Regions from separate parts of the Mus musculus genome. Here all the other regions are linked to region 1. The links are chromatin contacts, called in public Hi-C, HiChIP or PLAC-seq and promoter capture Hi-C maps. All regions are on one chromosome and are shown on one strand. Each heading gives the region's core, a stretch centred on a gene start, on an enhancer-like site or on the middle of the called end of the contact. The rest is flanking DNA. Distances are from core to core; before and after follow the strand shown. Region 1 has its middle 16 kb from the start of Arl14. Region 2 overlaps Ppm1l (protein phosphatase 1 (formerly 2C)-like). Region 3 has its middle 52 kb from the start of Nmd3. Region 4 has its middle 26 kb from the start of Gm35584. Region 5 has its middle 22 kb from the start of Nmd3. Region 6 overlaps Ppm1l (protein phosphatase 1 (formerly 2C)-like). Region 7 holds the start of B3galnt1 (UDP-GalNAc:betaGlcNAc beta 1,3-galactosaminyltransferase, polypeptide 1).

Region 1 (3,430 bases), core at 833-3,332:
GTGCAACAGTTAGGCTCAGTATCAGAATGTACCTGTCGTCTAGAGCTCTCTCACTACTGCTCACTCTGGCTTTTCCATGCTTTATCTGTATGTCAAAACTTTTATTTCTCAGTAAAACACATAATCAAGCTTATTATAAAAAATGTTTACATTAAACCCACTATAAAGTTTAAACAGCCTTGTTTATTTTGTTGGAATAGAGTCTTACATAGTCTCAAATTCACTATGTAGTCAACCATGACCTTGAATTCAGGGTCCTCCTTCCTCCAGCTCCAGTAGATTGAGATTACATCACAGCCCACCTGGTTGAAAGGGCAAACATTTAGAAGGAAGATCTAAAGTTCATGAAAAGTTTGTATCATAGGACTGTCTCTCTATTCTATTGTTGACATTTTTATCTTTTTAGTTCCAAGGGTTGACAGAAATCACTATGTGTTCAGAAAATACCTTTGTGTCAGAAATTAGACAAATATTTATTAATTGCCATGAGCCAGGACCTAGAAGGATGGTGTTCACCGTGCCTAAGAAAGTCTCATGGAGGATCCGTGACTCAGTCTCGGGCTGAGGAGAGCTTTTCTGGAGGCTGTTTCAATGCTAAGTTTAAGGCCAGCAAATTTTGCAGAGGAAAGGCACAGAGAAATTCAACACTTCTGTGATTATTTGGACCTTTGTGTCAGCTTCTTGGAGCCCACAGCTCTCCTGACCAGGAGAACACTTCTCCTGTGAAGTAGTGCCTCCTTGGGGATTTGAACAAAAAGGACCCTGAGGGGGTCTCGACACCTGCTGTTCCTGCTGGACTCTCAACTCTGGGTGGAGGGTGTCCTCTGCTCCCTGGATTATTTGCAGAAATCAGAATGGTGGCCCAGCCACGAGTCTCCTCAGCCTCCTTGGACTGTTAGCTCATTGCACGTCCTCATATTCTTACCAATGACTGCTTTCTTGCTCACCTACAAATGGTCTCTAGAATCCTACCCTCTGGATACCTAGTGACTAGGTGCCGACTCCAACACAGCCTACTCAAACATCAGATGTGATTTTCACAAAGGAGAGGAAAAAGATTCATCTGCCAGCTGTAAGCCAGAGCATCAAACAAACACAAATTCTAAAGATTTATTTTACTTTTAATGGTGTGTGTGTGTGTGTGTGCGCGCGCACGTGTGCATGCGTGCACATGCCCATGTACGTGCCCATGACTTTGTGAGGGCATGTGCCCATGAATGCAGAAGACAGAGCTATCTGATCCCTGCAGCTGGAGTTACAGATGGTTTGGCTGAGAACCAAACCTGAAAACGTAGTGCTTGCTTTATCTGCTGAGCTCTCCCTCCAGGCCCATATAAACAATATTTAATATTAAAATGCCACTAATATACTATTTCCATCAAATGTAATAATACCCACTGAGCCCAAAAGTGTAAGGGACTCACCAAAAAGTCCTGTATCAAGTGGACTATAAAAAAAATTACAGACGTCATATCCATTTAGAAAACCTAGAGATTGGGTGACAGGCTTGCATTGCAGCCAGCCACACCCATCAGTATAGAAAGTAGCTTTCGTCTTAGCCAATGATAACAGAGAAAGATGCTCATTCAAAGTAGCGATAATAACTGTAAATCATCTAGACATTTTCTCACTAACACATGCAGAGAATCTGTATGAAGAAAATATCACAACTTTATAGCTGTTCACAAAAATAACTGAATAGAAACCATGCCTCACTAATTTATGAGTTAAATTCAGTCCTAATAAGAAAATAATTGCTTGCAAATATTTATAGAGCATTTAATCATACATGTTACCAAGCTCTGGATATGCGGGGAGGAATGTCTCTCAAGGGCAAGCAGGAAGCAGGAGAGGAAATAGACAAACTTATCATATCTGATCATCAACGGTGCTGTGGGGTTGACAGTGCTGATGGTTGACTAAAAATAGTAAGCAGGAGATGTAACACTCCTGTGACTAGGCTGATGGGTGTCAGCCTCACAGAGGAGGTGGCACGAAAAGTGGCTTATGACAGACAACAGAAGTGAGATCAGAGCTCTAATGCCGCATTGGTCAGAGAGAGCTAGGAGACGGAAGCCCTGGGCTGCAGTTGGAACCTTGTCAACAAGGGGAATTCTGGGGAACATGAGACAGCAGTTTTTAAAAAGGTCAGGAGTTGTACAGAAATTGTAGGTCACAGGGAGGGGCTTGGAGTTTATTCTAGATTCTTCTTGGAAGGCACTGGACAGTGGTGAGCAGGGAAACCCCTTGTGAGGACTATCCTGGCTGCTGTGTAGCAAGCCAGCAGTGGGGCTAGGCAATGTGGAGGCAGGGGTCTGGGCTGATGACTCTCAAAGCTGTCTTCCTTGGAGATGATGCCATACCAGACTAGAGGAGCAGGGACAGGAAGTGGAATCTGATCAGACTCAAGGCTCAAGGTGTAAATTAGGAGGACTCCAGAGGGGGAGGGGGACTTGCTGGATAGGGGTGAAAGATGGAGGCTTCAGATAGCCCTTGAGTTTCGATTTTATCTAAACAACAGGGAAATGATGTCGTCATTTACTGAGAGAATGGGGGAGGAGGCTTTAAGAAGAGTAACCAGGGCTAAAACGCTAGGTCTGTATAAAACCTGCACAAGCAGACAGAAGAGACAGTAAACAGAGAGAAACAAATGCAACCATGGAAAATATGCAGTGTGTTTTTTTTAAATCAAGCCAAATAGGAAGTATACCTGCCTTTTATTAAATATTTGGCAAGTAAAACACATGCAACACAGACACAACTTTTCATGAAAATATTTTCAGAAAGTTCAGAGAAACAATTATATAGACATAGATTCAGACACAAACTATATATGCCACTATGGTGATGTGTTCTTAAAGATTTTTTTGTCTCCAACTTTCCTTTGAAGGAAATGTTGAAGGTAATGGCTGCACAGCAGGCAAGGGAGTCTGGGAGTTTGATGCTGCGGCAGATGACATCTCTAGCTGGCCTCCCCACCCTTTAGTTTCTTCATATGAGGAATACCAACCCTGGTGTGTGTGCCCACTTTAACAGTGTTGGTCTCTATTACTTGAAACCAAATAGAATTCTTTTTCTTTTTTTTTTTAAGATTATTTTTGAGTGTGTGTGTGTGTGTGTGTGTGTTTCTTGAGTGTAGTGGTACCCTCAGAGGCCAGAAGAGTGTATTAGATTCCTAGGAGCTCAAGTTATAGGTGGCTGTGAGCTGCCCAATATGGGTGCCAGGAACCTCACTCAAGTCCTCTGAGAGAGGAGCATGCACTTTTAAGGTCTGAGCTGTCTCTCCTGGCTCATGTATTCCAGGTTGGGGTGGAACTTCCTATATAGCTGAAAATGAGCTCAAACATTTGATTTCTCTGCCTCCGTCAATTCAGCGGGAGGGCTGAAGGCACACGACACCACACCCAGTTTATGCTGTCCTTGAAATCAA
Region 2 (3,361 bases), core at 587-3,086, 320 kb before region 1:
ATAGCAATGAGTCTGGGAGCTCTTTTTAAAAAAACAAACAAACAAACAAACAAACAACATCATTCTTTCTTTGCATAGCTCATGTGACTAGTCACCCTAATGCCACTAGCCCTCTTACACAGAGGCTGCCTCTCTCTACCCCCAATCTGGTCTCTGCATGTACAGTAAGCATGGTCACATCTATCCAACTTTAGCTGAATAGAGAAGAATGGAGAAGACTGCTGAACCACAACTCGAGCATCCACAATGGAAATCAGGGTGGCAAATGATCAATGTGAAATGAAGCAAAAGGGCCCCATACAAGAAGCCCTTTCTATGAAGTCTCACATAGCAGAGTCAGGAAAGGAACAACACTTTGGGAGGATTTTTACCTTCTGATTGTTCCCTTCACAAGAACATCAAGTATTCATTTCTGAACACTGTTAAAGGGGCAGTGATAAAAATCGGCTTTCAGGTAAAAAACCAACATGTTTTCTTGCACAGCTTCTAAACATGCACACATACACACATATATACACACATACACACATACACACATACCACATGCACATATACATACATATGTACACATACACACATACTACATGCACATACACATGCACACACACACACCACAGGCACATACACACCACAGGCGCACACACACACATACACACACACACACACACACACACACACACACATGCACATGCACTTGTGTACATTTTGTTTTTGTTTTCAACTGTAGTGCTAAGTGAACAACTTCAGTGTTGGGATTTAGATGAGCAGAGATTTAATGCTTCTTGGCCTGCATTTCTTCAGCTGTGACTGATGGATTTGGCTAGTACTCTATTTTTATTTGAAAAATCTAGGCAGCATAAACAAATTCCTTTTGATGACTACAACTCATTTTCATCAAATTCCTCTAATTTTATCTTTGGTTAAAATGGCCCAGGTGTACAGAGCTCACCGTAGAACCAAACCCGCCATGAAAGCAGATTTTTGCATTCTGTTCGACATGGCCATTTTCAGACGAGGGCCATGGTACAAGCGGAAAGTGCTCTAATTACAGAACTCTGGAAGCACCACCCGGAAACAGCTGCAGGCATCACAACAAACGGCTGCTCTGCACTCCTGCCATTCTGGATGTCTCAGGATGGTGTTTCTAAAGACATATTCACCAGCTACTGGGGCAAATAATAGTGTGCTTGGGACATGAAACACAGGAAGTCAGGGGCAGCCTGACTCAAACTTAGAGGGAAATGAAGATCTAAAACTAGAATTGGCTTCCTTGCTGTTGCTTTCTAAGGACTGACTCATAAATCGGTTAAAAAAGAAGTGTGCCATTTCTGAAAGGTAATTTCATTATTTAAATAGTGAATCCACCTGACTGTAAGCAAAGAGCTTATCTACACACGGTTATTTACGAGAGGAAACCATGGAAAGAGTGGGCGTGTGGCCCCGGGGAAAGAAGTTCTGCCTTCTTCCACAGTTCAGCTGACTGTCTGGAGAGCAGAGCCGTGGGCAAGAGCTGTGCCCTAGTCTGTATTGCATTTCATCTTTGTAGTTGTGGCCAACACAGTGACTGTACAATATCAAGGCGGGGACACTCATGTTTTATATCACCTACTGTTACAATCATAGTAGTCCACCAGGCCCTGCTTTTGTTGGGGAAAAGTAGGAATTTAAACCATCAGCAGCAGCCTTCTTTTTATTATGAGAGGGTAGCAACACCAGTCCAGACCCAGAAGAGGATCATGGCATGGAAACTGTAGGAGGGGAGGAAGCATAGGCCAGAGCCAGGCTGGCAGCAGAGTCATAGCTGTGGCATAACAAATGAAAATAACCAAGTCTATTGCACAACAACTTACTGCAAAACTAACAGCTTCACACAGCCCAGATTTACTCTCCCGAGCACTGGGAATCTGGGCCCAGCTGTGCCAGGGCCTCTGCTTAGCCTTCCAAAGAGACAGAAATGGCAGCAGAGCCTCTTCCAAGTTCGCTCAGGGTGTTGGCAGAAATGGGCTTCTTGATGTCTTTGGCTGTCCCTGTGACTAGCAGCTACTGTCTTCCATTCCTAAGCAACTGGCCATCTGATGACACCGCAGCTTCAAAGCCATCTAGAGCAGGAGTCTCACAAAATGTAAAGTGATCATGGGGTTCCTGCCCCATCCTGTTCTTCAGACAGCATAATTCACTACTTTAATGGCAAGCATGTAGATTTTTCTTTTGTAGTTACTTCAGACCATTATTATTCATTAAATGGGTGTTTCTTGGGGTCAGAAAAATAGCTGGATAATGGACTGGATAATGGAGCTAAAGGCACCAAACCCCTAAACCTGATGACCTGAGCTCAATCCTTGGGGACCCCAAGGTCCAAGGAGAGAATCGACTCCAGCAACTTGTTCTGACTTCCAGACATGCACTGTAATGCATATGCCCATAGTAAATAAAAGTATATAGAGGATATTTCTCTGACTGTAGGTCATGAATATACAAACTCATTTATGGAAGCCCACAAGTGAGCAGGCAAGGTGGTGCCTGACTTCAATCCTAGCACTTGGGAATCAGAAGCAGCTCTGAGAATTCAAGGCCAGCCTGATCTACAAAGTGAGCCTAGGACAGCTATGCAAAGAGACCCTGTCTCAAAGGAAAAGGAACAGAAGTGCTCAATGGGGGAACAAGTGCAGTGGGACCCTGGGTAGCAGCCTGGAGACTGTGTGGTGTGAAATGCCTCTATACATTTCTTCTGTCTTTTCCTATTAAGAATACTGAGGTCTGACATAAACCTCGAGTTTCAAAACCGCATGAACCCGGCACAGTTCACCAGCCGTGATGACGGTGACCCAGCCACAGAATCGTGCAGTACTGGTGGCCACTGTCTCCTTGTTTTCCTTATAGTTTAATCAATGCGGCCAATTGGATGTAACAGCGTTGATGTATGAAGCTGTAGCCGACTCATGTTCAGTTCTTTTCTCGCATTCTTTTTCTGTTTGTTTGCTTTTCATCTGCAGTGGAGGCCTTAGCAGCAGACAGCAACTGCCCTAGGCCTGGCAAGCTGTTATGCCATTTCTTTTTCTACAGTCGGGTTAGCACTTTCATATCAAGGACAAATAGGCCATGGAAGAGGATGTCAGCAAATGGCCTTTACTACTGAAATCTTCAGTCTCACATCAAAGCTCAGGGTTAGTAGACCTGAACACAATTGGCACAAGGGCCCTTCCTTCTGAGGGTAGAACAACCTAGAGCTAGTACCAAGCTCTTTCAGCTAGGTCCTGAAGACTTGGAGATCTTTGGAGAACAGGAAATTAGGTGAGGAAGTAAATAGTGTTAACTTTGCATGAACAGGTAGGTTGATGAGCTCAGAGTCTCTGTTCCAAAA
Region 3 (3,431 bases), core at 723-3,222, 460 kb before region 1:
ATTACAGATGGTTGTGAGCCACCATGTAGTTGTTGAGAATTGAGCAGTCAGTGCTCTTAACCACTGAGCCATCTCTCCAGCCCCAAGGTCTAGATCTGCTTTTAACTTTCTATTTAAAATTGTATTCTTATGTTTATTCTCTCTCTCTCTCTCTCTCTCTCTCTCTCTCTCTCCCTCTCTCTCTCTCTCTCTCTCTCTCTCTCTCGTTCTCTCGCTGTGTGTGTGTGTGTGTGTGTGTGTGTGTGTGTGTGTGTGTATGTATATCACAGTGAATGTGTGGAGGTCAGAGGACAAATTTTAGGGTCTGGTTCTCTCCTTCCTTCTACCATACGTGTTCAAGGTCAGCTTGGGTTATGTAGTGAATTCCAGGCCAGCCTCTCACTCACTGCAGAGTGAGACCATTTCAAAAAAGCAGCAATCGAATGACATCTATTGCTTTTCAGCTCCAAAGAGGCCCTGACCATCTTCCGGCCAGATGCTCTGTGAGACTTCTGTGTACCAGTGTCTGTCACTTAAGTAAACAGAGATCGAGTTGTCATCTCCTACATCTAAGAGATCACTAGGAATACGCTTTGCTTTGTGCTTTGCTCATTAATGCTTATGAAATTGAACTATTAAAAAATGACATCTTGAGAATTTCCTTGAGCCATGCTGGGGCTAAGCCCCCTGGATATAGGACATCGTGCTCCCTGTATGTATAATAACTGACAAGTTGTCCCCACTGAGCTCAACACATCTGCAAGAAGACAGTCCTTTTTGTACTATTCTGAAATCTCTGATATGTATTCTAATAAAAAAATCAAGAGTCATTTCTCCAGAGCAATAAACATGTATTGCCTTGGCTATTAAAAATGAATAATTCAATATTCTATATCTTTTTTCCAAATTTTCAGTAATCTTGGGGTCAACTTGCTATTGATTGATGAAATGAACGGTATTACTAGAAAGCTACATATAAAATATTTACCAGCCAAAACCTGTGGACCGCAGTAGTCACAGGAGACTTGATTAAGATGCATGGAATTCTGTAAAATGAATTATAGATTCCAGCTAGCCCGCATAAAAGACACAAAATCCTGGTATTTTATTTGCAAGCTGTAAGGCTAGATTGGACAGGGTGTGAGCTCCTGTAACTTCCACCCCAGCCATATGACCCTTGTTACTCGCTGTTTGAGTCTCGCCCGGGTTATTCCTCTTCCATCAGCCTGTCCTCAGGGTCCACTGTGCTCTTGGCCTGTCTCCTCTCTCCACTTCCTTTCTCCTTATTCTCCTGGTCTCTCCCAAGACCTCTCACTCAATCCTCAAGTCCCTCCTTTCTCTCTCTACTGCCCAATCACAGCCAACTAGACTGGGGAGCAAGGTTTACAAAGCAAAGACTGGTATATGTGAGAATTTGCTCATCTGGAGGCAACCAGATCTTGGGGGCCCACTATTTAGCATTTGAATACATAGCAGCACCAGACCAAGCCCCAACAGATTTCTGTCTGTGTGGATTTTATATAGGTCAGGGCAGAGCTCCTGCTACAACCAGATGAGAGTTGACTCATGGGTAAAATTGGCCACAATGGAGAGAGTCCATTTTGAAACTTCTTCTGGACTAGAATAAATTACAAACTCATCAGGGCTGAAACAAGAAATATCTTAAATATGAAGTTGAGTTTCCATACACTATAGAGGCAATTACCAGAGGCAAAACTTAAGAGTACATTGTTTCTTACAACGATTACCTTTTTGGATGAGAAGAGCACACAAATGTGACATAAAGCCACGCTGGGCAGAGACTGCCGTCTACCACAGCGAGAAAAAGTTAGATGACCGTTTGATTGCTCCTGGGAAAGATCGTTTTTCTCTGTTTTCTATTCTTTCCCTTTTCAGTTTTACTTTAGCTTTCCTCTCTCTCCCTTTCACGAGGGGTTTGGTGGCTCAAGCTCGGGCTGTCAGGTTTGCAGAATAAGCACTTCTGCTCCTCTGAGTCATCTCACTGGCCCTCACGTGGTCATTTGCTCAGTCAGTTGTGCACAGTACATTGACATGCAGAACCCAGACCGTTCGGCCCAAATAAATAGAAAATGTTAAGGACTGGCGAGATGTCTCAGTGGGTAAGGCAGGATGGCTCAGTGGGTAAGGGCACCTGTGAGGACCTAGCTTGAGACTTCATGGAAGGAGAGAACTGACTCCTGAAAACTACCCTCTGAATTCTGCAAGTGCTGGACAGCACACACACAACACACACACACACATAGTGCATTAAAAAACAACAACTAGAATGTGTTAGCTCTTCTCTACATCACTCAGCTCTGATGGGGAAAATGAGGAAATTAAGAAACGATATTACCTTCCAGAAGGAGATTGCATGTAGACGCATACAGAGAGACATCACTTATGAAGAGCAATAGGGAGAAGTTGCAGAGGCTTTAAAAAGTCAATAAGCAAAGCAGTAATGCCCTGGCACTCTTCAGTCTTTTTGAATCTTTGCTTTCAGCTTTCTTATCTGAAAGGTTTTCATGTAGTCTCAAACAGTTCTGCACATTGAAGCAGATCAGATCAAGCCCACTGATTCCTGAGGCGTCGAGTTGAAGCACCAGTGGGGTCATGCAGGGCAGTGCGATCTGGGCTCCGACACCACCCACATTCGCCAGCCTACTCTCCCCTTGCTCGTGGACTCTCAGTATACCAAATGTGGCCAGCGTGTGTTCTGAGTAACCGAGGTGTGTAACACATCTCATTTAGAACCCATGACACTTTGGGCCAATGCTTCAACTAGATCCATTATAAATGTTATATCAGGAAAAGAATCTGGATGGCTAAGAACTGATCAAAATTATGTTTAAACTACTGTTGTGTGACTGACTTTTCCTGAGGAGATATGAATGAGGCCACCTATGACAGACCATGGACACAACTCCACTCAAGTCGAGCTTGGTGAGCCTATAGATGTTTGGGTCATTTATAGGTTTATACCTGATGCAAAGACAAATGTATCACCAATGAGCACAATGATAGCTCAAGAAACCTTGCATGCCAGAGTTCCCTGCCTGGTGTGTATTGGGACTTCCTAAGCTACCTAAGCCTTGCTTCCTCGGCTGCCTATCTTAAATGACTCCCTCCTACTTCTGAGAGGGTGTTTCTATTTAGAATAGCCACATAATAATGCCTGGAGAACAAACTTTTAATTTTTTTAATGTACAAGTGTATATGTATGTGCACATGTATGCACATGTGCTTACTGTACACGTGTGTGTATATGCAGGAGTCCCTGTGGAAATCAGTTAATACTGGGTGTCTGGCTTTCACTTTCTGCCTCTCACTGAACCTGAAGCTAGAGGCAGCAAAGCCCAGTGGCTCCTCTGTTTCTACTTCTCAGCACTGTGATCACAGGTACTTGTGACCATTTTTTTTATAAGGGTATGAGGGATTTGAACTCAAGTCTT
Region 4 (3,150 bases), core at 84-2,583, 420 kb after region 1:
CCTTCCAGAGGACTCAAGTTGGGTCCCCACCACCCACATCAGGTGACTCACAGCCACCTGTGACTCCAGCTCAAAGGGATCTGATCCCTTCTTCAGACTTCCATGGGCAGGTACACGTATGTCATATATTCACACAGACAGGCACATATACACAGAAATAAAAGGAATGAATGAATGAATGAATGTTTTGGTGGTGTAGGGAGTGGACCTGCTATACAAATGCACTGACTGATGAGCTTCCATGAGCTAGGTTCACCCAGTCCTTCACACAACTGCATTTGTATTGAGGGCCTTTTCCCCGTTAATTCTCAGCTACTGATCAGAGCAAAAGCAAGTACTCCCCTAGCCGAGCCCCTTCTTATCTTAGCTCATGCACCCTCTTCGTCTTGCATGTGTGCTTGTCTTTGATTTCTGTTTCTCCTCCTAGCAGACAGAAGAGAACTTTAGGCTCAGAGTACTCAGCGAGCATCAGGAGACTTGAGAGACTCTCGATGCGATCCCTTCACATCTGTTAGTTTTTCTTGTATTTCTTTTTAAGGGCCTATTGCTTGCTTCTTTTTGAGTTTGATATAAAGATTTTCCAGAAAAGAAAGGAAATGAGCTAGTTTTTAAAATTATATTGGGTACCAGAAATGGTACAAGTGGTACAATTTGACAAGACTAGGATGAGGTCCCAGGTGACTGGCACAAAATGCTGCCCCATTGACCGATGTCATCCAAGCTTTGTCTATGGGCCTCACTTTGAGCTGTCAGAATCAGGAGAAGCTGACAGAGCCCCTGAGTGTGTGTACTCTCCTCCTGTGTACACTACAGTAGCCTTGAACTCAGCAGAGAGAGGATGGGGTACCCGGAGGGGTTAACAGGGTCGACCCTAAGCCCGTAATGTGCAGTTAGTTGGTAGATCCCTCAACAGTGGCCCTGGAGCCTCCACACCTGTCCTGGGACTCCTGCCCAGGCCTTGTGTCGGCTCAGCTCTCTCTGACCTTCCCCCTGTCTGCAGCTCCTGCCTCCCTAATGCGCTCAGCACTTTTAGCTGTTCTGTGATAGTCTCTGAGGGCGCAAGGATGAGAGCCTTGCCGAAAATGTGCATCTTCTGCAGAAAAGGGCCACAGAACACTTAGAGAGGAAAAAGGGCAAAAGATCAAAGCGGTCTGGAACAGAAAGGGGAAGAAGGGGCTATAAAATTTGAATGAAGAGCCTGGAAAAAGCAGGGATAAGGTAGAAAAGGCTTTGTTTGTAGTCAGAGCAAAGAGGAGACAGGGGAGGAGGAGGAGGGGAGCCCTTCCAAGGAAGAGGCTTCTTAAAAGCTTGTGATGTTGATTTCCTCTGATCAAAGCATCCCAGCTTACCCACACTGTTGATCTCCGGTGCTGAACGAAACTGACATTTTCTTCTGGCACATACTGTTTCTGTGGCCCCTTCATCTTCCTGGGTGTCACCTCCTCTGGGAAATCTCAACTCACAGAATCTAAAACAGAACTCTTCCTTGCTCTCTAGTTCTGATCTCTCCCTGGGTTTCTTTATTATTTGTCAAGGGTTGATTTCATTTAGTCATTGCTGACTGACATTAGATAGTAACCCCACAAAGGCAGGCACTTCTCCAGTCAGCTTTGTTTCCGCATCCAGACAGACTTCAGGAAACAAATGTCTGGAGAACTAATCCCACCAGTTAATGTGTCAAGGCTCCCTACATGTCTAAGACAATAATACTGGGAATGAACGATGGATCAGACAGGAAATGCCCCTAATATTTTATATAACATGACTTGTTTCAGAGGGCTCGCAGTGTGCTAGACACTCTATATGTTGTGCTTTATTTAATAACCAGAGGCACTGTGCAGGTATAACATACTAAGCAGCAGGTGCTACACACACTGACTTACCTAAGCAGCACAGAGAGATTAAAGGCTGTGAAGAGCTGAGAGCCAGGAAGCTGCAGAGGCTCAAATCATACAAAGGTGGGAGTGGCTTACTCCATAGCCCAATCCTGGAGCAGTGCTCTCTTAGCATCCTACTGTGAGCACAGCAGAGTAGTAATGATCTTTGTTGTCCAAACATCCTTTAGTGGGACTGAGGACCTGGGTCCAGGTAGGGCCCCGGGGAGAATCTAGTTTTCTTTTAGGTTGCCATCTGACGGATATCTGGTCCAATGTTCATCTATCTAGGGCATGAGAGAAGGGCAGGGCAAAGGAGAGCTTCCCTGAGAGGAATCCATGGGGAAGTTTACAGAATCCAGGAAGCAGGTGGAGAGTTTCATGGAGCCATGTTCCCTCTTGTGTTCATGGGTGTATCCATGTCCTACGAGCATCAGCCCTATGGGGTGGTAACAGGCTGGGACTTCTTGCAAAGCTCTCCTGGGCCGAATAGTTCTCTGTGAGCTTTCGTCTTAGGTGAGAACTTATGGCAGTAACAGAGCACTCTAGTGTCTGTGCTCCTGTTTGTCGGCCCTCAGGGCTGTCAGTTGTCAGAGTCACATTTTCCAAGTTCACAGTTACAAGATAGAGGCTGGTCTCTTGACTGAGCCCAGCTACTGCAGCAGACTTTCACGGGGCTCACCACTGAGAGGGAGTTCAAGTTTACCTGTGACAGACAGCAGCTTGAGAACCATCTCAGAGGGTGTGTCTTCCTAACGCTTGCTTCTCTGCTTGCTAAATCCGTTCTGACTCCTCCAAGTGCCAACATCCATCCATCACTCCCTTCCAGTATTTACCATGTCTACCTTAGTGTGCATGGGCAAGGCACGGGCAAGGCTTTGTCCCAGAACTACTTTTGAAACAGTTAGTGATGATGGAATTAAATCTGTGCTCATGCCTGCATACTCTCCAGTGGCTTTTTGAAACATACCTAATGTTGGTATTCTGTCTAAACTCTACTCCCACAATTACCTGGCAACAGCCAGATAGGCCTAGCCCACTATAAAAGGGGCTGCCTGCCTCCTCCTCTCTCTCTTACTCTCTTGCCTTTCTCTATTGTCTCTTGCCCTCTTGCTCCCCCTCTCTCCCCATTCCCTTTCATCCTCTCTCCACGTGGTCATGGCTGGCCTCTACCTCTCTACTCTCTTCTTCTCTCTGCCTTTCTCTCTGCCTCTTTTACCCTCTTAACTCCCCTCTCCATGCCCAGAATAAACCCTATTCTATACTATACCGTCGT
Region 5 (3,174 bases), core at 604-3,103, 490 kb before region 1:
TAACTTTCTTTTAAAAAAAAAGTTAATTTCTCAAAAATCTATGTCATCATAGTCAATAAAAGCCAAGAAAACTTTTCATATTTAGACAAAAGAAACCCATGATAAATAAAGATAGCATACTAGTTGAATCTAGTGGGATCTTGTGCTGGAAAGGGGAGGAGAACAGAGCTGTAGAAGGCATCATTGAACCAATTAGCAACATCAGAAAATAGATGGTAGAGTAGAAAAAAGGAATAGGATTGATGGGAAGTCTGCTGAAGTGGTTATCTGAAAGACTCAACCCTGTTCTTAGTAAATACGACTCAACACTGTTTTTAGTAACTACCAACTAGATTATTAGGGTAAAATTATTAAATACGGTAGGGATAGAAAACAGTTCACAAACTATGTGTGCATTCTTCATATATATATATATATATATATATACATATATATAATATTCATTTATATATGTATATGTATACATATATATATATATATACATATATATAATATTCATTTATATATGTATATGTATACATATATATATATATATATATATATATATATATATATGCGAGTGCACATACATGAATATAAAGAGTCCAGTTATACCCCCTGATCATGCCCCATCTCATCTAATCTTAGAAGTTAGGCTGGGCTGGGTCTGAACTGAAGGTGGACAGGAGTGAGGGAGGGGAGCAGGAGAAACCACAGCTGTTGGGGTTCAGAAAATGGTGCCTAACAGTACAGCTCTTGCCACTGTGAAGGCTTGCAACCAGCGTCTAATCTGATCTTCTCCTATCCTGCCCGCATCTCTTGCATCTTTTCCTTTCCCCAGCATAAGAGTATGCTTCCCCCAAGGTTTCCACAGCTACTTAAATGTTGTATCTCCCACAAGAATAATTTACAAGGAGACCGGAGCTGGCAACACACTGTCTGCGACCTAGGTGACCTTTGTCTAGGACCATTGTCTATTTTTCAGTTCTGCTTACCTCCTTTAAAAACCAGCCCCCCCCCCTCTCTACAATTGCCTACAAACCTCATGGCTCTGTTCCTTGTATGTTTAAGCTTTAACCACCTGGGCTATCTTTGAGTCTCCACAGTTTGACTATTGTACAATTGCAAATAAATGTACCTTTTCTCCCACTAAGCTGCATATTGTACATTTGTTCTATGGGCTCAAGTCGTTAAGCCCCAGGGACTAGATTACTTTAAACTGAAAGCTTTTGAATTGCAGAGATGCAGAAAGAAGTCTAAGCTGATCTTTAGCTTTCTGGAGGTAGCTATTTCCCTAAAGTCAAATGCCCCATTACTCAAGCTTTCTCTCAACTTCCTCGAAGGGCGTTTCTTGATTTCTTTGGGGGAGGCACAAATTCAGCAGCTGTAAACCTCTCTCTAGGGGAGTTTCCAAATCAGAAGGGAAACTGTGCATTTGCATCAGGCTGCAAGAAGCCGCTAGAACTGTGCAGACCTGCCCACTAAAGTGCAATAAATGCCATCTTTGCTCCAACTGTCGGCTGTGTATTTCCAGGCACATAAATAAAACAACCTGTCTTTGCTTCTGTTAATCACCAGGCAGGTATTCTTCAGGGCCAATTCACTAAGGTTAAATTCTCTCTCTATCTCCCTCTTTTTGTCTGTCTCTGTTTCTCTGTTTCTCTGTCTCTGTCTCTGTCTCTGTCTCTGTCTCTGTCTCTGTCTCTCTCTCTCTCTCTCTCTCTGTGTGTGTGTGTGTGTGTGTGTGTGTGTTGTAGGTGGGGAAATGATCACATTTCTCCTTTTCTTCTCTGCAAAAGTTGCAGGCTGTACTTATCTGATTAAGACCGCTACTGCATTATTAGGTAACTAAATATTGTGAGATCACTGTTAGACACACAGTCTACTGCTGACTGAAACATCATTATGTGTGTGCATGACTGGACTCACAGCCCAAGACACAAGATGTTTACTGATATTTTAAGGAAGACCAAGAAAAGAATGGGTCCTATCTAGCCCCTGGTGGGATTCACTTATATTTAAGAAGCTGGAGCAGGGGTGACGGTCATCTCTGTTTCCCAGGACCTTTCAAAGGGAAAAGGACAGATGTTTTGTAGCAGCTGAGGACTTCGTCTTTGGTCTGAGGTCAGCTCTTTGAGCAGACTAAGGCTGGTAAGACAATATCAGAAATTGCAGAAATGTGAAAGACCTTTTGCAATTCTATCACACCTTCAGAACCCCGATCTCTCAAGAGTAAATTGTGGCCTTTGTCTTTAAGAATGCCCTTCCCGGGGGCTGATGAGATGGCTCAGTGGTTAAGAGCGATGACTGCTCTTCCAAAGATCCTGAGTTCAAATCCCAGCAACCACATGGTGGCTCACAACCATCCGTAACAAAATCTGATGTTCTCTTCTGGAGTGTCTGAAGACAGCTACAGTGTACCTACATATAATAAATAAATAAATGTTTTTTAAAAAAGAGTGCCCTTCCCTATAAAATCCAGACACTTTGGTTATTCGCTCTTTGTGTGTGTGTGTGTGTGCTTTTGGCCTCTTGACTCCTGCACCTGCTTTACCCCTCACCCCTTTCCCTTCCCTCCCCTTCTCCTCACATGGCCCAGTTCAGCCTGGTCATATCCACATTGGAATTTCCCAGATATGTCTGCCTCTGGCTATGTCTCCCTTTTATCTAGAATAACCTTTTCTCTACCATACTTAGGAGTGATAGAACCTAGTGGGGAAACCCCCACTCAATTCCTGATTCAGCTTGAACCCAAAAAAAATCACGAAGGACCATCTTGATGTAATTACATGAGGTCGTTTAATGACGGAGCTCCGGGCCGACATGCATCCCACACAGGAGATAACGGATGTCAGCTACGAGGCTAGAAAGCTAGGGGTTTTTATGGGGTAAGGGGCTTAGGGGTGTGGAATTCAGCATAGCAACACACTATTGACTTATTCAAACATCTAAGTTTTCTAGTTTTCCTGACTCTTGTGGCCAGCATTTCATTTCTCTTATCTCTTTTTAATTTCCTGGCTCCCTGTTTCTTACTGATCATTTCTAAGTGCTAGCATTATTAGCATGTGCCACTTTGCTAGGTTCTAGTCTCTGTCATTTACCTCTCTTTGCTCCTGTTTCCTAACTGTAATGGAGATCTCACGCAATGTTCTCTCTCTCTCTCTCTCTCTCTCTCTCTCTCTCTCTCTCTCTCTC
Region 6 (3,038 bases), core at 436-2,935, 260 kb before region 1:
TCTCCTTGGCCCTGAATCTCTCTTTTAAAGGATTGTCTGGGTCAGGGATGTAATTCATTTGCTGTCCTCAGAGAGGACATGGATTAGATGACTGCACAGCAGGTCATGAGCTGGATCCTCACAAGAGCCACTCCATCCTCCTGTTTAATCCGTTCCATATGCCCTCACTGGGTACTACTATCTAGTACGTGCCTGACACTCATTCCGCTTACACTACTGCTCCTTGTCTGTGAGCCCTAAACCGAACAAACCCCCTGATCCCCATGGTAACCTACAAAAAAGGAAATTAGCATAATAAATTCACATAATCCCCAATTAAAACTGACCATCAGTGACTGGTTTCGTTTGACTGGCTATAGGGGGAGACAGGCAAATAGCTTTTCTTACAGACATGCTAATCACTAACATATACATGATAGAAATAACAGATGCCACAAACCCCAAAATATTTTTTGGCATAAAAAACAAACCATATAGCTTGTAAGGGTTTCACTGCCAAAAGGTTTGTCTCTAATTTGCCATGCAGAGTCATTGGCATTGGACCATAGCCACAGTTACAATGTAAAGAAGGACGTCAGACAGCCACGAAGGGAGGCTGGTGGCAAGCGGGGGGGGGGGGGGGGGGAGGGAGCAGGCAGCAGATGGAGGGTACCTTACAGAAAGGAGGTTAACAAATATCTTACAGAAGCTAAATTTAGGCCTTGAACACAGCTACACAAACAGTTGCCTTATATTCTCACTCTATGGCTGCTCCCTGCTTTTAAACCCCTCAAAGCACGACTTAACACCAGCCACAGCAGACCATACAACTTCAAAGGCACAAGTAGAAATTCCTTTGCTTCCCCAACATTACTTCCTTGAGAGCGCTTCTGGATAGAAGAGATAACACAGCCCAGCTTTGATTAGGGGTCTCTGCCAACTTGCTGTATTAAAGTAGCACAGGCTAGGGGCTCTTATCTTTGCTTTCAGTCATGGGGTGTTCCTTGTACACAGAGCTTCAGGCAAAGCAGAGATACAGCAAAAAGTCCCTGGTCCCCTTGTCAGCCGTCAGAGTGTCTATTTGCACACCGCTGACCTTAGGTAGAATACCTAATGGTTCTTGATTTCTTGGTTCATTTGCAGACATACTATGTGCTATGAGGCATCCTGGGAGCATCTATGATTATTTATAGGGCTATACCAAGCTCCTTGGATTATATCTGAAATGAAAACAAGCATAAGTGCTTTGCCGCCTTAAGGAACTCCCTCCACCAACCCAGGCCCTACATCTGTAATAAGCTGTGCAAGTTGGGGGGGGGGGGGGCTCAAGAGACTGCTATCATGATGACCCCATTTAAGGTCAGAATGACATCTGGTGGCAGTTCCTTGACTGGACCTACCTCTCACACCCCTAGCAATGGGGGGGGGGGGTGTCTGTGTGAGTTATGCATCTGCAGAGAAAAGAAACAAGGATGCATGAGAGAATAGGACCAGATATGACAGTGGACGAGACTCTCAGTCAAGGCCTTGCCTCAGAGGTCCTTGATACAGGACATGTGTTTCTAAGCCCCCTCCCCTCCCCAGAAAAGGGCAGTGGACGGTCTGAGTGGGTTCTGTCTTCTCTCCCCGGAAACAACTGTTCAACCCAGGAGCAGACACCTCTGTGTAAGTCATTTCCTCCTCTCAAGTGCCTGCTTCTCTTTCACTGATAATTACATTTGAGGTTACTACAGAAGTTGGCTGGTGTAACTAAACCTCAGGGTCCTCTAAAAACAGGGTAGCATCATTTTTATCTCATTAAGGCACAGATCTGAGGACTTCCTGAGATGATGAAGTTAAGGACTTGGTCCTCTGCTTCCAGTCACGGCAGATTATTTTTGCAGTAATACGTGCATGCAAAGAATCATTTCCTAAACGCATTACAGCCAGCATGGAAATGACAGGTTACAAACGTTACTGTTAAGGATCAATTTAGAGCAGTATGCCAGACTCCAGTGAATCATTTCATCACTTGAAAACTTCAGGATCCCCATTTCCAACACCCACCCGCAGCGTGAGTACGAACTGGAATTCAGAGTTCAGGCTTAACACATGCAAATGTAGTGCTTTTAAGTAATGGTTTTCAGTAAGCCTGGTAAACCAGACCTGCAGAGCAGCCACTGCAAAACAAAATGGCCATGACTGCTTCTCATTTGGAAATAGCATGTGGTTTTCATACTCAGAATTGTTAAGAGCAGATCTCAATGACCAGGGATGGCTTCTTGATTTTTCTCCTTCCTGCGCATCGAGCTGTTTGCACAGATGCAGTCTGCTATGAAAGGGAATGGAAGCAAACAGGAGCAAACAGTCACTTTGCTCAGCTAGGTAATCTGAAGCCACAGCCCTTCCTCAACGAGGCTTTAAGCCAGGAAAAAGCTGACAGAACAAGAGATCTAAAAGGAAGTCTAAATGTGACATGTTTCCTATCACCCATATAAGTCATATAAGTTCATATTTTAGGCTCACTTTGCAAAAACCTCACAGCTGACCTGTTAACTCATGGCAACATTACCCTGCTAGAACACACCTGGCATGAATTGCTGTGTGTTGCGCTTAGCTGAAGGCATATACGTCAGAAACTCGAGCAGGCTGTGCAATAGCACGCTTGCCAAATACCACCTAACCTGAGGACGCTGCATTTCTGTAGCATGCCAGTTTATATAAGCTCTATTATATGTCTTTCTAGCAAAATATGGGAGGTTTAGGGTGACTTCCACATCTGGAAGTTGTCCCACCATTATCAGGATAGATTTGGCTGGCTCCACTTTCTTCTCCCTGATCTGGAGCCTTCAAACAGGAATGACCTCCTTTCTGGGCCAGACTCCCTTTCCATCCTGAGATTTTCACATTAGAAAGAGATCCAGAGCATCTAAAAGCTCTAATGTCCTTATCAAATGTAGCATTACCCACACTGCTCCTGAACCGCCCCAGAATATTACGTTACTTGATGTCTACAAAATTTTCAGGCTTCAAGTCATTTTTCCTTGGTTTCCCTCACAGCCTACAGCCAAGCTCTGTAG
Region 7 (3,352 bases), core at 110-2,609, 390 kb before region 1:
AAATACACTCCTCCAAAGAATTTTCAAAATCTTCGACATATTGCCTATTAACCACTGAAGAGAAACATTCTCCGTGTTTGTTTATCATGGAACAGTTTGGAGAATACCTCTCCCTACTTCCATGGTTTTAGCTTTGGGTCAAGTGAGATTGTGTTTGAGAGTCCATATTCTCCCCCCATGGAAATAACACGCAGAGCTCCATGCAGTGTGTAAAGGAGTCTTACCATTACATCCCGCTTCTGGTTCAAGAACTTAAATTACTGAGCTGGGAGAGCAAAACAGCAGTCAAACAGAACTGAGCAACTTCTAAAAGTCCTGCTACGAAAGAAAACAGGTTGTGCTACATCTATATATTCTACACGGACGCATAGAGGCAATAGTCCAATCTTGATAAGATCATCTTTCTAGGAAGTCGGTGTGGCTTTCCGACAAGAACATGGCGTACATACTAGGTGATATTGTAGAATTCTAGTTTCTCCAAATCGATAAGGCTGATCCCGGCTATGTTGAAGTCACTAGTTTAAGAAACGCAACCTAGAGCGTCTAGGGAAGGATGGGAAAGCGATTCTTGTGAATTGTTGTTAAATTTTGGTTGCTTGTATTTAGGTGCTCACTGAAAAACTGTTTCCTTTTAGGTGGAGTGAGGCCAACCTGTTCACAGTCCTAAAGCCAAGACACCAGAATGGGTCTTTGTTTTCAGATGACACTTTGTTTCCAGGGGCCTTTTGACAGAAAGCAATTTTTGAATGGAACCACCTCCACCCTAAGTCCTGGGAGAAACAGTCAGTACAGAAACACCCAGCTTTCATGACCAAAGGCTTCTCCCTTCTCCCAGAGAGGCACCATTTGGGTGGAGATGACTAAGTGGAGCTGACCAAGGGTTCATAGCACTAGACGGTTTCTAGAGGCAGTTGAGGGTGTGGGGGTGGAGGTGGGGTGGGGTGCCAGGACTCTCTGAGCCTCTGGTCCACATACACCAAAGCTTTCCTCTCCCCACCCCCACTCCCGCACTCCTGAAAGGAGAAACAGCCTTCTGAATGTGCCAAGGCTTCCTCCTTTCCAAGTCAGCCCTGGGGCGGAAATCTGCGGGCTACACATTTAGGCATCTCCCCGAGAAGGGAGAAGGGAGAAGCCTTTGGTCATGAAGGCTGGGTGTTTCTGTACTGACTCTGTTTCTCCCAGGACCTAGGGTGAAGGTGGTTCCATTCAAAAATAAAATTTCTTGCTTTCTGTCAAAAGATGGCACGAGGCAGAGAGCCGGGGTTGGAGGTGGAGGACTTAGGCGAAGCCTGCGGTGGCCGTGATGCTGGCGCCCGCCCGCGGCAGAGGCCGGCAGCTGCGGCGATAACAGCGATAACGGCGCTGGGCTGCGGACGCAGGGACCCCGCGCGCGCGCGCGTGCGTGAAGGAGGCGCGCGCCCGCCCGCTCGGCGTGCGTGCGGCTGCGGGGAGTCCGTGTTCGCGCGCAGAGAGCGAGCGCGGGCCGCACCGTTGCGGGTACCACGGGCGCACGGGAGGTGAGTGCGGGGCGGGCGGGCGGGAGGCCGAGGCGGGGAGACGGTTGGGCGGCTGCCGAGCGCCCCTCTCTCTCGCGGCGCAGCCTTCTAGGTTCGTGGGTCGGGGCTTCGAGGCCCCGGGCGCCGCTCGCTCCTCCGTGGAGCGGGGCGCCGCGAGCTGCCACGCCCTGGGCTCTGGCCTCCGCGCCTGGTCTCGGGGCTGGGTCTCGAGGCTCCGGACGAGAGACTCGAGAATCTGGGCCACTTGGAGGGGCGTCCAGTGCTCTTGGCGAGCCGGGCCACCGCGGCCTCACGGATCCATCCTGCCCTGCCTTGAGCTATGTAAGCCTCGGGGGCCGAGGTAGTGGTGGCCTGGTTGTCACCGCGACCAAGGAGAAGTGGAGAATACTGTCCGCACGCCACGCCGATGGACCTGCTGCAGGCCCGGAGGGAGGAACGCACATTCTAGGCGGGAAAGGGCCTGTGGTCCCTAGGGTAGGAGAGTGCTTCCTGGGGGAGAGGTGGCGAGGAGGAAGGGAATGGGAGATTTGGAAAGAGGAGACTCCTAAAGATTAAGGCTACATTATTAATAAAAGGTCTGAGTGGAATGTACAAAGCATTGTAAAGGAACTCTTAGATGGAGGGAGCCTTACTTTTTCAGGCTGTAAAGGATGCGGCCAGCTGCAGCACGGAGAGCTAGCTGTGTTTGTGACTGCAGGACTAAAAGGTGCAGGACTAAAAGGCAGGCATTGATTTTTGACTTAAGTAGACCCCCCTCCCACAAACCCCGTTCCCAGCCTTTAGGAGAAGCAGCTTGCTTTGTTAGGAAACGCTACTGCCAAGTAAGGAATTGCCCAACGGTTTGTTTTTGGAGGGAGGTAGGACGATTTGCAGTCTTCACCCAGATGAAATCTGTGTTTTACCTTTGGGTGTCTAAGGCAGACGCAGGGAGTTTGAGCTCTCTGAAGTGTTGACACCTCATAACTCTAGGAAGGGGCCTTCCTTTTACTGAGAGAAAAGTGTGGCATTTTCTCTCTTTCACGTTGGAAGATTTGATTGAAATGAATGGCCACCAGGGAGCTGCAGCATTAAAAACTATTACATTATCGAAATTGTTCTTGGTTGTCGAATGGGACGAGAAGAGAGAAGAAGAAAGCATCCAGGCCTATCCAGAAAGGAAGAGCCAGCTGATGCTGATGCAGTTTGTCAGGGAGAGACCATTGATTTTAGCTGTGGTAGCATTATGATATAGTACTTAAAAAATATTTTCTAAAGCAAAATTTATGTGTTCTCTCTTCATGTATGCATGTGTACCAGAGGCATGCCTAGGGCCTGGTAAGGTCAGAAGTGGGGAGGGGGGCGGCACTGCACCCCCCAGAACTGAAGTTATGAATGGGAATAGACCCTCCACATGAGGGCCAGGAGCTGAACTCTAGTCTGCAAGAGCAACAAGTGTGCTTAACCACATGTCATCTCTCCAGCCTCGAGATAAATATTTCCTTAAATTCAGTTCTTTGCAGCAGATCTATTTTAACTAAAGCAGAGAATCAATCGCGCACGCGCTCTCTCTCTCTCTCTCATGTATTTATCTAGTGATATAATCTCATCTGAAATTCTGTAAGTGGATTTATCATGTTTTTAATTTGATCTTAGTTTTGCATTATATTAGCTGAAACTGCCCAATATGGTACCATATCTGGGTTTTGGGTATCACTGATATAAGCTACAAGCTTTAGTCTATTCTTATGTGTTTCTTTCCCCAGAAGGTTTGAAAAAGTGCAAGATTTAAGCTCTACTAAGCCATTTTGGATAATATATTTCCCCCCTAAAGTTGAATTTTTTTTATTAAGCACTGT

Evidence for each region. Promoter capture Hi-C pulls out the DNA fragments that hold promoters and counts their contacts. HiChIP or PLAC-seq counts read pairs in DNA pulled down with a chosen protein or histone mark. A called contact is a pair of places that touch in the nucleus more often than the background predicts.
Region 2: an H3K4me3 HiChIP or PLAC-seq map of bone marrow-derived macrophages shows a contact between it and region 1, with 3 times the contacts expected there. The contact joins two enhancer-like sites. A contact is called at or near these places in 3 of 115 datasets of contacts at active chromatin or transcription factors (bone marrow-derived macrophages, embryonic stem cells and large pre-B cells).
Region 3: a contact with region 1 is called in a Hi-C map of bone marrow-derived macrophages, with 4 times the contacts expected there. The contact joins two enhancer-like sites. A contact is called at or near these places in 1 of 484 Hi-C or Micro-C datasets (bone marrow-derived macrophages) and 1 of 115 datasets of contacts at active chromatin or transcription factors (acute myeloid leukemia).
Region 4: a Foxp3 HiChIP or PLAC-seq map of regulatory T cells shows a contact between it and region 1, with 15 times the contacts expected there. The contact joins two enhancer-like sites. A contact is called at or near these places in 1 of 484 Hi-C or Micro-C datasets (regulatory T cells) and 5 of 115 datasets of contacts at active chromatin or transcription factors (effector CD8 T cells, memory CD8 T cells, regulatory T cells and 1 more).
Region 5: a contact with region 1 is called in an H3K27ac HiChIP or PLAC-seq map of thymic regulatory T cells, with 11 times the contacts expected there. The contact joins two enhancer-like sites. A contact is called at or near these places in 1 of 15 datasets of contacts at CTCF or cohesin (the NIH/3T3 cell line), 13 of 484 Hi-C or Micro-C datasets (B cells, the G1E-ER4 cell line, the HL-1 cell line and 5 more), 6 of 115 datasets of contacts at active chromatin or transcription factors (T-cell acute lymphoblastic leukemia, acute myeloid leukemia, bone marrow-derived macrophages and 3 more) and 1 of 9 other capture datasets (embryonic stem cells).
Region 6: a CTCF HiChIP or PLAC-seq map of CD8 T cells shows a contact between it and region 1, with 6 read pairs. The contact joins two enhancer-like sites. A contact is called at or near these places in 1 of 15 datasets of contacts at CTCF or cohesin (CD8 T cells), 2 of 484 Hi-C or Micro-C datasets (embryonic stem cells and pancreatic cancer cells) and 4 of 115 datasets of contacts at active chromatin or transcription factors (T-cell acute lymphoblastic leukemia, acute myeloid leukemia, bone marrow-derived macrophages and 1 more).
Region 7: a contact with region 1 is called in a promoter capture Hi-C map of liver, with 3 times the contacts expected there. The contact joins the promoter of B3galnt1 here to the enhancer-like site in region 1. A contact is called at or near these places in 9 of 39 promoter capture datasets (the 3T3-L1 cell line, 3T3-L1-derived adipocytes, the HPC-7 cell line and 5 more), 1 of 484 Hi-C or Micro-C datasets (nephron progenitors) and 1 of 9 other capture datasets (macrophages).

The regions. Positions count from the first base shown.
Region 1 is chr3:69,204,498-69,207,927 of GRCm38.p6, reverse strand. No RefSeq gene overlaps it. Among named protein-coding and RNA genes, the nearest start is that of Arl14, 16 kb to the left of the region's middle. Within about 2 kb of position 2,082, at least 126 of the 459 cell types and tissues checked have an H3K27ac peak or open chromatin away from gene starts, as enhancers often do. A contact at or near this core is called in CD8 T cells, the HPC-7 cell line, bone marrow-derived macrophages and 7 more, where this site is marked.
Region 2 is chr3:69,523,071-69,526,431 of GRCm38.p6, reverse strand. The region is part of intron 2 of Ppm1l (protein phosphatase 1 (formerly 2C)-like); the gene reads right to left. Among named protein-coding and RNA genes, the nearest start is that of Gm52607, 63 kb to the right of the region's middle. Within about 2 kb of position 1,836, at least 73 of the 459 cell types and tissues checked have an H3K27ac peak or open chromatin away from gene starts, as enhancers often do. A contact at or near this core is called in bone marrow-derived macrophages, where this site is marked.
Region 3 is chr3:69,668,287-69,671,717 of GRCm38.p6, reverse strand. No RefSeq gene overlaps it. Among named protein-coding and RNA genes, the nearest start is that of Nmd3, 52 kb to the left of the region's middle. Within about 2 kb of position 1,972, at least 14 of the 459 cell types and tissues checked have an H3K27ac peak or open chromatin away from gene starts, as enhancers often do. A contact at or near this core is called in bone marrow-derived macrophages, where this site is marked.
Region 4 is chr3:68,785,769-68,788,918 of GRCm38.p6, reverse strand. No RefSeq gene overlaps it. Among named protein-coding and RNA genes, the nearest start is that of Gm35584, 26 kb to the right of the region's middle. Within about 2 kb of position 1,333, at least 41 of the 459 cell types and tissues checked have an H3K27ac peak or open chromatin away from gene starts, as enhancers often do. A contact at or near this core is called in effector CD8 T cells, memory CD8 T cells, regulatory T cells and 1 more, where this site is marked.
Region 5 is chr3:69,698,165-69,701,338 of GRCm38.p6, reverse strand. No RefSeq gene overlaps it. Among named protein-coding and RNA genes, the nearest start is that of Nmd3, 22 kb to the left of the region's middle. Within about 2 kb of position 1,853, at least 45 of the 459 cell types and tissues checked have an H3K27ac peak or open chromatin away from gene starts, as enhancers often do. A contact at or near this core is called in bone marrow-derived macrophages, microglia and thymic regulatory T cells, where this site is marked.
Region 6 is chr3:69,467,483-69,470,520 of GRCm38.p6, reverse strand. The region is part of intron 1 of Ppm1l (protein phosphatase 1 (formerly 2C)-like); the gene reads right to left. Among named protein-coding and RNA genes, the nearest start is that of Gm52607, 6.9 kb to the right of the region's middle. Within about 2 kb of position 1,685, at least 40 of the 459 cell types and tissues checked have an H3K27ac peak or open chromatin away from gene starts, as enhancers often do. A contact at or near this core is called in CD8 T cells, where this site is marked.
Region 7 is chr3:69,596,967-69,600,318 of GRCm38.p6, reverse strand. It overlaps B3galnt1 (UDP-GalNAc:betaGlcNAc beta 1,3-galactosaminyltransferase, polypeptide 1), which reads left to right and starts at 1,359. Exons shown (of 3, transcript NM_020026.4): 1 at 1,359-1,517.